Linked DNA regions of Gossypium hirsutum: region 2 is linked to region 1. The links are chromatin contacts, called in public Hi-C maps. All regions are on one chromosome and are shown on one strand. Each heading gives the region's core, a stretch centred on a gene start, on an enhancer-like site or on the middle of the called end of the contact. The rest is flanking DNA. Distances are from core to core; before and after follow the strand shown. Region 1 holds the start of LOC107961779 (magnesium transporter MRS2-1). Region 2 holds the start of LOC107937083.

What was found. A called contact is a pair of places that touch in the nucleus more often than the background predicts.
Region 2: a Hi-C map of leaf shows a contact between it and region 1, with 2.3 times the contacts expected there. The contact joins the promoter of LOC107937083 here to the promoter of LOC107961779 in region 1. A contact is called at or near these places in 3 of 34 Hi-C or Micro-C datasets (all in leaf).

What each region holds. Positions count from the first base shown.
Region 1 is chrA06:61,033,019-61,039,619 of Gossypium_hirsutum_v2.1, forward strand. It overlaps LOC107961779 (magnesium transporter MRS2-1), which reads right to left and starts at 5,117. Exons shown (of 8, transcript XM_016897908.2): 1 at 4,977-5,117; 2 at 4,826-4,878; 3 at 4,645-4,741; 4 at 3,522-4,118. The coding sequence starts at 4,109.
Region 2 is chrA06:61,768,469-61,775,088 of Gossypium_hirsutum_v2.1, forward strand. It overlaps LOC107937083, which reads left to right and starts at 3,416. Exons shown (of 2, transcript XM_016869895.2): 1 at 3,416-4,127; 2 at 4,230-6,620. The coding sequence starts at 3,726. The coding sequence ends at 4,838. LOC121230243 (a long non-coding RNA gene) reads right to left here and starts at 2,929. Exons shown (of 3, transcript XR_005928193.1): 1 at 2,637-2,929; 2 at 2,418-2,553.

The DNA of each region.
Region 1 (6,601 bases), core at 3,867-6,366:
CTGTCAACTTAGAATGGCCTTTGATCCAATTGGATGTAAAGAACGCTTTTCTCAATGGAGAATTAAACGAAGAAGTCTACATGGATTTTCCGCCTGGATTCGAAGGAAGCAAGGGCCAAGTATGCAAGTTGAAGAAATCCTTGTATGGACTAAAGCAATCCCCTAGGGCTTGGTTTAATCGTTTTGCCAAAGCCATGACTAGTAGACATTATACTCAAGGTCAAGCTGATCACACCTTATTCTACAAACACTCGGATAATGGGAAGTGCTGTATTCTCATTGTCTATGTAGATGACATAATATTAACAGGGGATGATTCTATTGAAATTGAAAGACTAAAAGAGTTCTTAAGTCTTGAGTTTCAACTTAAAGACTTGGGGAATCTTCGATATTTTCTAGGAATGGAGATAGCAAGGTCAAAGGCAGGTATTTCAATCTCTCAAAGAAAGTATGTTCTTGATCTACTTTCTGAAGTTGGACTGTTGGGTTGCAAACCAGCCGAGACTCCTATGGAACCCAACCTTAAATTAGGAACTGATAAGGATGGAGAAGAGGTAGACAGGAGGAGATATCAACAGTTAGTGGGAAAACTTATCTATCTTTCTCACACTCGTCCGGACATAGCTTTTGGAGTAAGTGTTATAAGTCAATTTATGCATGCTCCTAGGAAGAAACATTTGGAAGCTGCCTACAGGATATTGAGATACTTAAAAGGGACTCCTGGTAAGGGGTTGCATTTCAAGAAAGATGTAAATCGAAGCATAGAAGTCTACACTGATGCAGACTGGGCAGGGGCAGTTAATGACAGGCGCTCCACAAGCGATTACTGCAGCTATGTTTGGGGTAATCTCGTGACATGGAGGAGTAAAAAGCAATCTGTTGTGGCACGCAGCAGTGCTGAATCTGAATATCGAGCTTTGTCCCACGGTATATGTGAAGGAATGTGGTTACAACGGCTAATGGGAGAACTAAAATTATCCTATACAAAACCTATAACATTATACTGTGACAACCAGGCAGCAGTTAGCATAGCTCATAACCCTGTACACCATGACCGTACCAAGCATGTGGAAATTGATCGCCACTTTATTACGGAGAAAATTAACAAAGGGGAAGTTTCTGTTTCATATCTACCTACAAGACAACAAGTAGCAGATGTGTTAACCAAAAGCTTGAGCAGAAAAATGTTCGAAGAAATTATGGGCAAGCTGGGTTTGATTAACATCTACACTCCAGCTTGAGGGGGAGTGTTGGAATTCCTTAAATTAAGCAGATTTTCTACCTTAGTTCTAGGAATTTCCTTGTACTATTAGCCATAATCAAATTACTAATTTTTAGGGATAGGCTAATTTCTAGAGATTATTTCCTTTCTATTTTTCCTGCTATTCTTTAAAAGGCTGTAGTCAGATTAGAAGAAATAAGAATAATTCTTCTTCCTAAATTTGTACAGATATCATAGACTTGGAAAGGCTTAAAACAAAAATGACAAAACTAGATATCATAGAGGATTGTTTTTTAAAAACAGGAGACAACAACAACAACAACAAAAAACTATAATAAAAGAATTAAAGGTACGCAAATAGAATTTATAAAAGGAATAAAGCAACATTTAGTCCCAGTACTTGACAACTTTTCCCAACTTAGTCTCTGAACTATAATAAACAGGATGTTGTGGCTTTCTCGTTGCAATATATGTTAGAAGTATCTATCATTTTCTATTTGCAGAAAATATTTCCAAATGAGTGGAACATCTCTATTGAGTGACTAAATTGTAAGGAGAATAAATTTTAGGAACAGGGAAATAACAAAATTGAAGACCTTGAAGCTGTCCAAATGTTGCAAGACATTTTTCCCATGGCAGATAGTAGGGATCGGAAGGCAGAATTCTTAAACAAAATGTTCAAAATATGTTCAAGTCATCTTGGAAACTATAAGTTGTGTCAGCAATTGAGGCCTATTCCTCTCTTGATCTTAAAATTGGCTGGATTTCTTTCATTGTTGCAAGAGATAATCTTAAAAATTCTTGAATATGCTGTGATTGTAGTGAATGGTGTTCCTAAACAGGAATTGTTGTCTCTATGTTTGTTTATCACAACAATTAGTTTTATCAAAGTTAAAGCTCATCATCCTTTCTTTTTACGTAAGGCTCCTATTGTTTGATGAACAATACAGGAAGCCATAAGAAAAGTAGGTGTGCTAGAAGTCTTGTTGGATGGTATGAAGCGACATAAGTTTATTTTGGGTCAAAATCAACATGTTTGTAATGCCAATTAGTTGGACAGAAAAACCAGTTTTAACGGCTTCAAGCAACACTTCGACAGTGAGGGTGTTATTGTTACTTCAATCAAGTTCATGGAATTTGGTTCAAGGAAGTTCCCAATTTTTGAAGCTAAGGATATTCAAATTGATTAGCATTATGGTGCATCAACAAGACATTCGCTTGAAGCATGGTTAGGTTCACATATTGATTTTGATATGGTGGAGGTTGCAATTAAATATATTTGCTCCTATGAAGCTGATAAAGCTATTCTTGTTTCCCACATAGGCGGGGATGACACTTCTAAGCTCCTTGACAAGATTAAAGTGAACATTTATGGGAATCGTAGCAAGTTTCTGATCTCTCCTCTACATGGTTTTACCATCATTAACCAACAAGAAATATCTAACTGTGCACCACCTAAGAAATGAAAATGAAAGTAACATCTCCAAAAATGATGTTGAAAATTCAGATAATAGGCAGCAGCTTCCTAAAGCTAAAACAAAGGTTATTTAAGATGTGGTTGATGTTAAGGCAACTAAGTTTAAATGGGGTAATTGATATAAGAGATTTTTGCTGAAATAGCCAGTGGAAGTTCTTGGATGGCGTAAGAAGAGCTACAAGGAGCTTATCAAGAAATTTATGTTGAAGTGGTGAAGCTTTTCTTACCGCTGTCAATTTTCCAAGCCAGGTTAGATATATTAAAACAGCTAAGAGGTTAGTAGTTATCTTAAGGGTTTAAAGAAAGGGCTAGAAATAAACTTTATTTGCAAAAAGGCCTAGTAACTTTATTTGCAAGAAAAAAAGCCTATATAAATAAGTTGTCAACTTTACAACTATTATTATTCCTATTATTTTTCTTTGATTTAATATAAAGAAATTAGAGGTTTTTTAAACCCTAAATTTTCTAGAGTTTCACCTTCTTTCTTACTTGTTTGTTTAGCCCTAATTCTTCCTATTGCTTCTATTTTCTCCCCTAAACCACATCAGAAAAACTCAGCCAAAATCAAGTAACAAGAACATGCAACATTTTTCATGACTTGCTGTTATATGTGTTATTTATTTTCCTTAATTTTTACATAGCTCAACATCCCCAACAATCAAAATATAAATCTGCAATTGATGGATCTTCCAACCACTTTTTTAGTTTTTAATATATTTTTAAATGTCAACAAGGTGAATGATTCTTGGGTGAATGATTTTAGGTTTATCATCCCAAGTCTAATTCAAATGCAATAAGGTGTTTTAGGCCACTTTCACACACCTGTGAATCAAGGAATGTACAGGCAGCTTCCAAAGCAACTTCCAGAGCCCTAAACTCAAAGGGCAAATAATCAGGGGATGTGCTCCCGTATACATTGTCAAAACCCCTACTGCTTCTTCTTCTGTTCAACTCAGGACCCTCTGATTGCCATACCTCACCTACTCCACTTGTAAGTCGCCTTTGTAACTCCACAACATACTGCAAAACATAGCTATCAAGGGAATTCAAGAGTAGAACCTCGTCGGCAGTGATAATACACCTTATCTGCTCTAAATTTACAACAATAGCCTTCTCTCTACCGAGGATTGTCGAGGGGTAAACAAACAATGGGTCAAGAAGCCGTAGGTCTCGGGCTGGTAGATCACATCGACGCATCATAGTGAACTTGTCAACCTCGATTATTTGCGAATTCCCAGATGTATCAACACGGATCCAAGATCTGAGTCCTTGGCCCCGCTTCTTTAACCCCGATAAATCCATGCCTTGGAAAGGCTGGCGTCCAGAGGCAGATGGCCGATAGGAAGCATCTCTAATGTTGATAGCCGATTGAGGTTTCGGTGGAAGCAAACGCTCTTTTAGGTCTGCCATCACAGTATACTGAAACAAATAACAAAACCAGTTAACGACAACACTGTATAATCCAGTTCTGAAGGGGGGGCGGAAACAGAAAAAGTGGCTTTAGGTCTCAACTCTCAAGAAGCTCACTTTTCCAACAAAGTCTAAAAGCTACTCAAATATTGTAATCCAACTATCAAATCCAAGAACTTTTTACTTCAAAGCCTGAATACAATTCCATAACTAGATTAACCATGTTCATTAATGCATCAGAAACCAAAGCAACTTCCTTTTTTTTTTTTTTGCAGCCTGAGATCGAAAATCTATCAAACGCATGAATAATTCAGCATGCGAGGTACAAAATTCAGCATCAGGATATCGCCTAAAAATGCTACCTAAAAATTGGCCTAGTTCCTTCCACAGCCTTATAATTATACTAAATAGAACAATAACAATATAAAGAAAACTGAAAATAAAGAGCAAAATCTATTTAAATTCCAACTCAAGCATAATAAATAAACAAAACAGTAACAAAAGAGTAAATATTATTTCAAGGAGACTAGCTTACCTCGAATCAATAAAACTAAGATTTAACTCTCAGATAAGCGTGAAGAAGATATAATCACAGCCTCTGATTAAATAAGCTAATATCGACACATCAAAAACTGCAAAAATAATTGGATTAATAAATTAAATTATAACAACATAAAGAAAATAGGGAAAAGGAAACCCTAGATTTGGAAAAGTACCTTGGCAGCAGCGGATGATTGAGAACAGGAGGATTTAGTGAGGAAGAGAACTCCTGGATCAAATACGAAATTTTCACGTACGTGTTTAAAAAAAAAAAGAAAATAAAATAAAATAGTTTAAAAAATTTACGAAAGGCGGTGTAAGTTTTACTCAATTAGCTAAGACGAGAATCTTAATTAAGAATCTATGATTGAAATTTTTGATGTTAAAAAAGGATTTCTGATGCGGAGAGCCCTTTTTTTCTTGGTTGCTTTTATTAGTTTTGTCGGCTCCTGAGTCGTCGTGACCCTGAGGTTCTTTAAAAGAAAATTTTTAATTACTAGTAAACCAATAAAATGGTTTATTTTAATCACTATGCTATTAAACCATAAATAGCGTGGATTTTAAAATAATAAATTAAAACTGTGAGCCCCACCGTCTTATCATTTTTTTTCTTCCTCATCCTTTCTTCCCCTCCAAATCTCAGCCCGATTTTACAATAAGGCATAAAAAGTCCATTTTCATTTTCCAAACAGCTTATTCAATCTCCTTTAGAATTTGGATATTACTAGCAATGACTCACTCCCCAATTTTTTTTTTTTTTGCATCAACTCAACTCAACAGTTGCTTGTATATATCATTATAAACTCTCGAATACCGGATAAAAGTTGTATAGGATCAAAACTCTGAGCTGATTTTTTTTTTAATTATAAAGTTCAACAAGTTTTTTTTGTTAACTCGATGGATTTGCCATAGTTGAGTAGAGATGAAGCTGTTGTCGTATCCCAAATCCTCCAATTGTGCAGGCCGGATAATCTTTTCCTTGCAATCCATCTCCTAAAACCCCCCAAACCCAAACACCCTCTTCCCTAAACCTTTACTGTACTCTTGCCTCTTGAAAGCATGCACATACCTTCAATCTTTTCCTCACGGCCCATCTTAAATCTGCTCACCACATGGATCGTTCTATAGATATCAATTTATTTGTTCTCTACTTTAAGCTGTGTACTGATTTTAGAGAAACTCGGAGAGTTTTTGATTTGGTGCTTGTAAAATAAGATAATTCGTGTATTTTGATGGTTTCGGAGTATATTAAAGTGGGAAGACCAGAGAGTTCACTTCAACTGTTTTTTGAATTACTGAGGTTAGGAGCTGAGCCTAGTAGGTTCACTCTATCTGCTGTGATCAAGGCTTGTTCGGTTTTAGGGAAGTTGAGGATGGGATGCTGCTTTGATGCCATTGTTATGAAACATGGGTTTCATTCGGATAATGTAATTTTGATTGCGTTGATTGAGTTTTATGGGAGGAACGGGCAGTCGAATGAGATGTGCCAGTTGTTCGATGAATTGCGTGAACTGGGTGCAATTTGTTTGGTTTGTGTAAGGAAATGTTGAGGTTTTTGTATTTGATATTTCCCTACCTACAGTTGAACTCTCTATTTGGCTACCAGGATCCACTAAGTAGCATATCGGGTGAAGACTGTGAATCAACCTCCTTCACTACGATCCCCTCTACTTCCGTGGAGTATGAATCAAACCAATCAAGATAATTCTTTCTAATCAAAGAACTCCCCGAAGTCATCAAACCTACTAGTCCCGATTCTCAATAATTTCATGTCTGAAAATGGTTAGTCTTTTTTACCCTTCCTTATTTAACATGGGTATCTAATATGTTGAGTCACTTCGTTCAAAAATACAATTTAAGGGGACAAATTTGTATTAGCATTCTCAACTACATTTTTTTTTATATTAATTTTTATGTATAATTATTTAATAATTAAAATATAGATATATATG
Region 2 (6,620 bases), core at 2,166-4,665, 730 kb after region 1:
GTGTATCTGGGCTTAAAGACCCCCAAGCTTCGTGCTGGAATGGTATCCGGGTTTAAAGACCCGCAGGCTATATACTGGAATTGTATCCGGGTTTAAAGACCCGCAGGCTTCGTGCTGGAATAGTATCCGGGTTTAAAGACCCGCAGGCTATATGCTGGAATTGTATCCGGGTTTAAAGACCCGTAGGCTTTGTGCTGGAATGGAATCCGGGTTTAAAGACCCGCAGGCTATATGCTGGAATTGTATCCGGGGTTAAAGACCCGCAGGCTTCGTGCTGGAATGAAATCTGGGTTAAAGACCCGTAGGCTCGTGTTAGAAATGTGTTTCGAGTTCTAAGACTTGACAGGACTGATGCCAGTAAGTTAAGTAAGATTATGACATTGAATATTCGTGGTATCCATCGCCGAGTAAGTAATATATATATTTTACATGTTAAGGTACGTATTATGTACTCATATGTGAATTGATTGCAAAGTAAATTATTAGTATCAAAGAACGATATATATATGTGTGTGTGTGGATGAATTCGGTATTTAAGAATAAGACAATGACCTATTCGGTCAAGGTATGTCATCATATGAAAGTATGTGACTTAAAGTAATTGCTTAAGCCATATAGTATAGTGAAATATGTGCTGGAAATTTCTTGTGTATTCATATATATATTCGGCCAATAGGTTTTATAACTAGTGTACTTGTGTATATTCGGCCAAGTGAATTACAATTAGAATACGAATTTTGTGACACTCAATTTTCGAATTAAATGACAAGCTTTAATGGTATGAAATGCTTAAAACTTACTAAGCTTCGCAAGCTTACTCTGTTTCTTATTTTTTTGTTTTATAGATTGTTGATTTTGGCCACCGACTCGAGGATCGTCAGCAGTTCATCATACTATCGATTTTGTTGGTACAATTATATTTTGGTCTTGATATGGCATGTATAGGTTAGACTGTTGGCAAAATATGTTTTGTAATTGTAAGTATTTTGGCCATATGAAAATGGCATATATATATATAACTCAAAGATCAGTATGTATGCAGCTCGATCTCTGTTTATGTTAATTAATGTGAATGAGAAATTAAATGTTTAGCTCGGTAATACCTCTTAGCCTAAACCGGCGATAAGACTCGGGCTAGGGGTGTTACATTAACATTATATATTTGTCTTTACCTGGACAACTCACAAGTAGGAGGCAGAATAGACTCACCTAAGACACACTTTAACTATAGCTTGAACTTCAAACTTGAACACACTTCTCGAACTAGCAACAACAACTACTTAAAGAACATATATCCACCATTAAAATCCATTTACATGCAAATTGTTAACATCTCAATCATAAACAACCACCATGCAAGGCCTTATATTCATAACCTACTCTTCATAAGCTTTTTAACAGCCTTATTCTTTCAAAAACTTAACATGCAGAGCTTTTAGACTTACCAAGAGGTGGAACATCTGCTAATACGTCCAAAATCCTTAGCTTCTAGAGAAGAAAACATATAAGTTCTAGGAGGAAGAACCAAAGAATAGATTTTAAAGAGAGAAAAACCATCCCTACTAATCCTTTTTACAATATATATCTAGTTTTCTCTTAATGGAACTTGACAAGTGTCAATGATGTCCAGAATTTGTCTCAAAAAATGGTCTGCAAGATTTGAGAGAAACATAAATGATAATCCTACACAAAGATGTTTGACCAGTCAATCTAGTTGGTTCCCAACCAAATCACTTTACAAACCCATTCAGCACAATGCTTAGGTAACTGGGCATACCCTACTTTTGGCGGTAACCTCACTAGGCTTACTCTTTGTTTATCATATACTTTTCTTAAAGAGCAGAATAACCTGTGACAAAATCCTTAATCATTTCTACGGTGAACACTGGACTCTAACACGCCCGAAGACTGTTGATTGGCGGGTTACATTGTGCCAAATAGATAACTTCTCAACTATACGCATTCAAATTAGGTTTTTCAAGTTTGGGATTTGACACTACATGCACCTAGCTTTTGAGACTTTGTGACTTATGCTTGAGAGAAGTTAATTTTTGATTTTGTGTATGTGCATCTTGGATATAGTTTTGGGAATAGATTATAAATTCAAAATGGGGTGAAACGTGTCATGCATATGTAAAAGGTTGTGAGCTGTGGTGAGTGTGATCAATAGGAATTCAAATTCCTAAGACATGTGTGTGCTTATGTTAAGAAAACTTGAAACTTATGAAGGGAACAACTAGCATTTTGCTTTAAGGTTAAATTGAGTTAAGGTCATAAATGTTTAAAAGGAGATAAGCTTGGATCACTAATGATTACCTCAATGATCCATTAGTGTTGTAGAGTTAATAAGATTTGGAGAGTAGGATTAAGAGGTTTTTCTTTATTTCAAAACTAAATAAAGGTATACGTGTACTTACCCTTCTAGTGATGTGGTGGACGCGGTGGTGGCGGAAGCGAGAGCGTGCGAGAGAGCAATGCTTTTTGCGGCTGAGTTGGGGTGGACGAGGATCCTGTTGGAAGGTGACTCTCTGACTACTATTAAGAAACTGAACTCTGTGGAAGAGGATAGATTGCTTCTTAGACCCATCATTAATAATATCCGAGTTATGAGGCAACAGTTTGAGAATGTTTTGTACCTGTTTGTGTCGAGGACGGCTAATAGTGCAGCACACATTCTGGCTTTGGAAGGTCGCTGACGACAGGTTGCTTGTTTTTGGTTTCACGATCCTTCAGAATCGATTCGAAAAGTTATGGAGAAGGATTGGGAAGATTGGGTTCACAGAGGATAAGGGATTTTTGAGTATTCTTTGAAGAGGGAGATTGTGCTGAAGGTTCTTCATGGGTGGTTTTCAAAGAAGCTTTTTCTATTTGACCAAGTTTCGAGAACAATTGTGTGGTTTCAGGAAGCCATTTCGTCTGATATTTTTGTTGGCTCTTCGTTTTTGGTGCGGGGTGGTTTTACTTTTGTGGACGGTTTTCCTAGGTGTTTTTGTCGTTGTTTTTTTCTTGTGTGCTTTTGTTTACTTTAAATTTTGCTGTTTCAATTTTTCTTTATTGTTTTTGGATATTATCACCTCGGGCCAACGTTTTAATAGAATATCAGTTATATTTGCAAAAAAAAAAACTAAATAAATGTATAAAAACTCTTTTAAAACATTCACTGAGCTTGACACCTTCGAATAGTCAACATTCTTTACAAGAAAAACATTATTAAACACATTAAATAATTAAATAATAAATTTTTTGTTATTTAATTTTACTATTTTAGTTTTTAAATAATTAATCTTAGATTTCTTGGGGGAGAACTTTTATTTTTCAAATGCAGACAATTTTGACTTGGTAAAATTAATAACTAATATTGATTAAAGGTGGCCAAAAACCAAATAAAAGACAAGGTAGTCCAAGTCCAATAATAATATTTTGGTTTTAAATTAATTCTAAGATGTAACCGAACCGGCAAGGAAACTTCTTCCTTCTTTAGTACTCTTAACCGCCTAACCTAACGCCCAATCCACTCTCGTCCTCACCGTCAGATCATTCCACTCGCTCATTCAACCCTTCGATCATCAACAACTTTTTCTAATCCATCTAAGAAATCCGTAGCCCCTTTATTTAATTCCCAATTCAACGCCTTATTACTAAAATTTTCCATTTTCCACAATATTTTCCCTTCATCAATTCCATTTTCGTCTTTTTTTTTCATCGATTCAAATCTGATTATCATCATGAGATTCAAGAAAGGTAGCAAAGTTGAGGTATTGACCAAGGAGGAGGTTCCAACCGGGGCATGGCGTTGTGCTGAGATTATCTCGGGCAACGGCCATACATATAGTGTGAAGTACGGTTGGTTTCCGATCACTGGCGAGGCGGCAGCGGTGGAAAGAGTCCCTAGGAAAGCGATTAGGCCTTGCCCTCCTCCTATGAACGGGAACAATAATTGGGTTTCTGGTGATATCGTAGAGGTGTTCGATGACTTGTCCTGGAAACCGGCGGTGATTGTTAAGGTTCTCGGTGGAAACAACTTTTCCGTTAGGATTCTTGGGTCGAGTAGCGAACTCAAAGCGCATCAATCTCGATTGCGTATTCGGCAGTCTTGGGAAGATGGCTATTGGTTCCTCGTTGGAAAGGTAAATCCTTTCGATTCTTTTTCTAAACGATAATTTAATATTTCTCTTCATTTTTTTTATACGTTAATTGATTCTTACCTTAATTATTATGTTCTACCTCAGGGTTCATCAAATTCCACTGGGCCGCAGAAAAGGAAAAGATCTTCGCTTGGCTTCTCATATATTGGTGCTCAAAAGAAGAGGGTGTTGGAGAAAGGTAGTAATGGTGTTCAAAGAATAATAATTCGGCTTCCTTCGCCTGCCTCTGAAAAGGTAGATGCATTTGATTCCCCAAATAATATGCTGGGTGAAAGATGTATGCCTTCTTCCTTTAATAGAATTGATGATACCATGAGTTGTGCCTCCTCTGTTGGTAGTTGTAGTGGTTTAGGGAATAACGGTCTTAATTTGTCTAATTTTGTAACTAACGCTTGTGAAAACTTAGAGGAGGATTGTCGAAGTGATGCTGACTCTAAACCAGAAGTGAGTTGTCAAGAAGAAGGAAGTTATGTTTCCACTAGTGTGGAATTGGGGTATGACTTCCATAGGTCTGAACTGCATGCCTATCAGAAAGCTCTAGGGGCATTGCATGCTTCTGGGCCTTTGACTTGGGATGAAGAAGAAAAGGTGACAAATTTACGACGTACTCTTAATATTTCAAATGATGAACATTTGATGGAGCTAAGAAAGTTGAGAGATAACAATAATAGGCTTTTTATTAGCTGTTACTAGATTGGAAGAATTCCTTTCATACATGGTAATCTTGGTGTTATGTTTACTCCAATGGTGCAGATAATTGTAAAGATACCTTTCAATTTTGTAATTGCTTTAATAGTTTTTTCTCCTACCTCCATGATTGAAGCTTTTTTCTTTACGTAAATTTTTTCCTTTCTTTTCATTATAACCTTTTGTAGATGTGACATATTGTTCATGCACTTAAATTTCAACACAGGAAAATATAATTTTCTTTAGTGAAACTGTTGAGAAACATTAATATGCAAAGATTTGAATTACATTAATTACTTTCTTTTATTGGTGTAAAGGATTCCCTAAATGAATTTGAGTACATACTGTTTTAAATGCATTGCTTTACACCTCCCCCCCAAGAGAAAAAGAAGAAAAAACCAAAAGACAGACCTTTTTCTTGATTCACTAGATAGGGTATTGTGAATTCTGATATGTTATACGCCGGTTTATGGAATCTAGCTGGTATTTTGTATATTTGCAGTTTTATTCATGTGAAACTGTTCTATTTCATCTCATGATGATGGATACAAATGTTATACATGCATTATTTCGGCAGTATATGGAATTAATGTTGAGAAATATCTTGATGCTTTCTCAGAATATCTCATGGCCAATGTTGGAGGCATCCATACCTTGCTTCTAGAGCCATGATTGGTTGAGTTTGTCATCTCTTGCAGTTGACCAAGGGGCAACAGCCATGGTTTATTCCTAAACGAACTCTTATGCCCTGCTGTTGGTATGAATCATTTCTAAAATTATTTTTCAAATTTTGACTTCATATATGGCAGTATTGTTATAGGTCATTGTCTTCCTCATTGCAGATGCCCTACAGTTACTATGTAAATTGATATTGCAGTGACACGTCTGGAAAGAAAAATACATGATATGGAAAAAAAAAATCCATAATCTTAAGAAATGGACAACTATAATAGTTGGAAAGCTTTTGCGTCTCCAGAATGTATGTATAATAATGAACGTTTTAAGTAGGATGATTAATGACACTCTCCCTCCCCTCTTTTGTGCACAGACTAGTAACCTTAAATGCTCGAGTATTGACCAGAATATTTGATCATCTCGTGACTCTAAAAAAATCAACTTTGGCCTTTTTCGGTCTTCATTATTACTTTCTCAATGTAAACAAGTTCGTAAATGATGATTTATGACATTTGATCAAAAGCTGTTCTAACTTCATAGGTGGTTGCTTGATTTTGTTAGATGGATGCATGTATATCCATTCGGGACACCAGGTTCAAAAATCTTCCCATGTGATGTAGGAGTTATTTTGTCCTTGCATGATATTATTTGTTTTCAATCTTAATGAAATTTGCATGAAAAATCCTTGTGTTAGCATCAATGAATAAAGAACCAAACTGTATGGTTGAACTGGTAATTGGTGACTTGTTTGGTCCAATAAGTGGCATTTAACTGGTAAAGAATAAATTAGTTCAATAATTTAATCTCTTTTAGGTTTTAATTATAATGATTCAACTCTTTGTTCTATTTGCATGAAAAAAATCCTTGTGTTAGCATCAATGAATGAAGAACCAAACTGGATGATTGAACTGGTAGTTGGTGACTTGTTTGGTCCAACAACTGGCATTTAGCCATGAACTGATCAAGAAATATTAATATTGATTGTATTTTAAACACCATCCGAATGTACTTTTAAAAGTTAGACTACATTTAATATTGATTCAACATTAATATGGTACATGTTATGTGTAAATCTATTTTCAGTTAGCATTGGCCGGAAGCGGTTGGACTAAC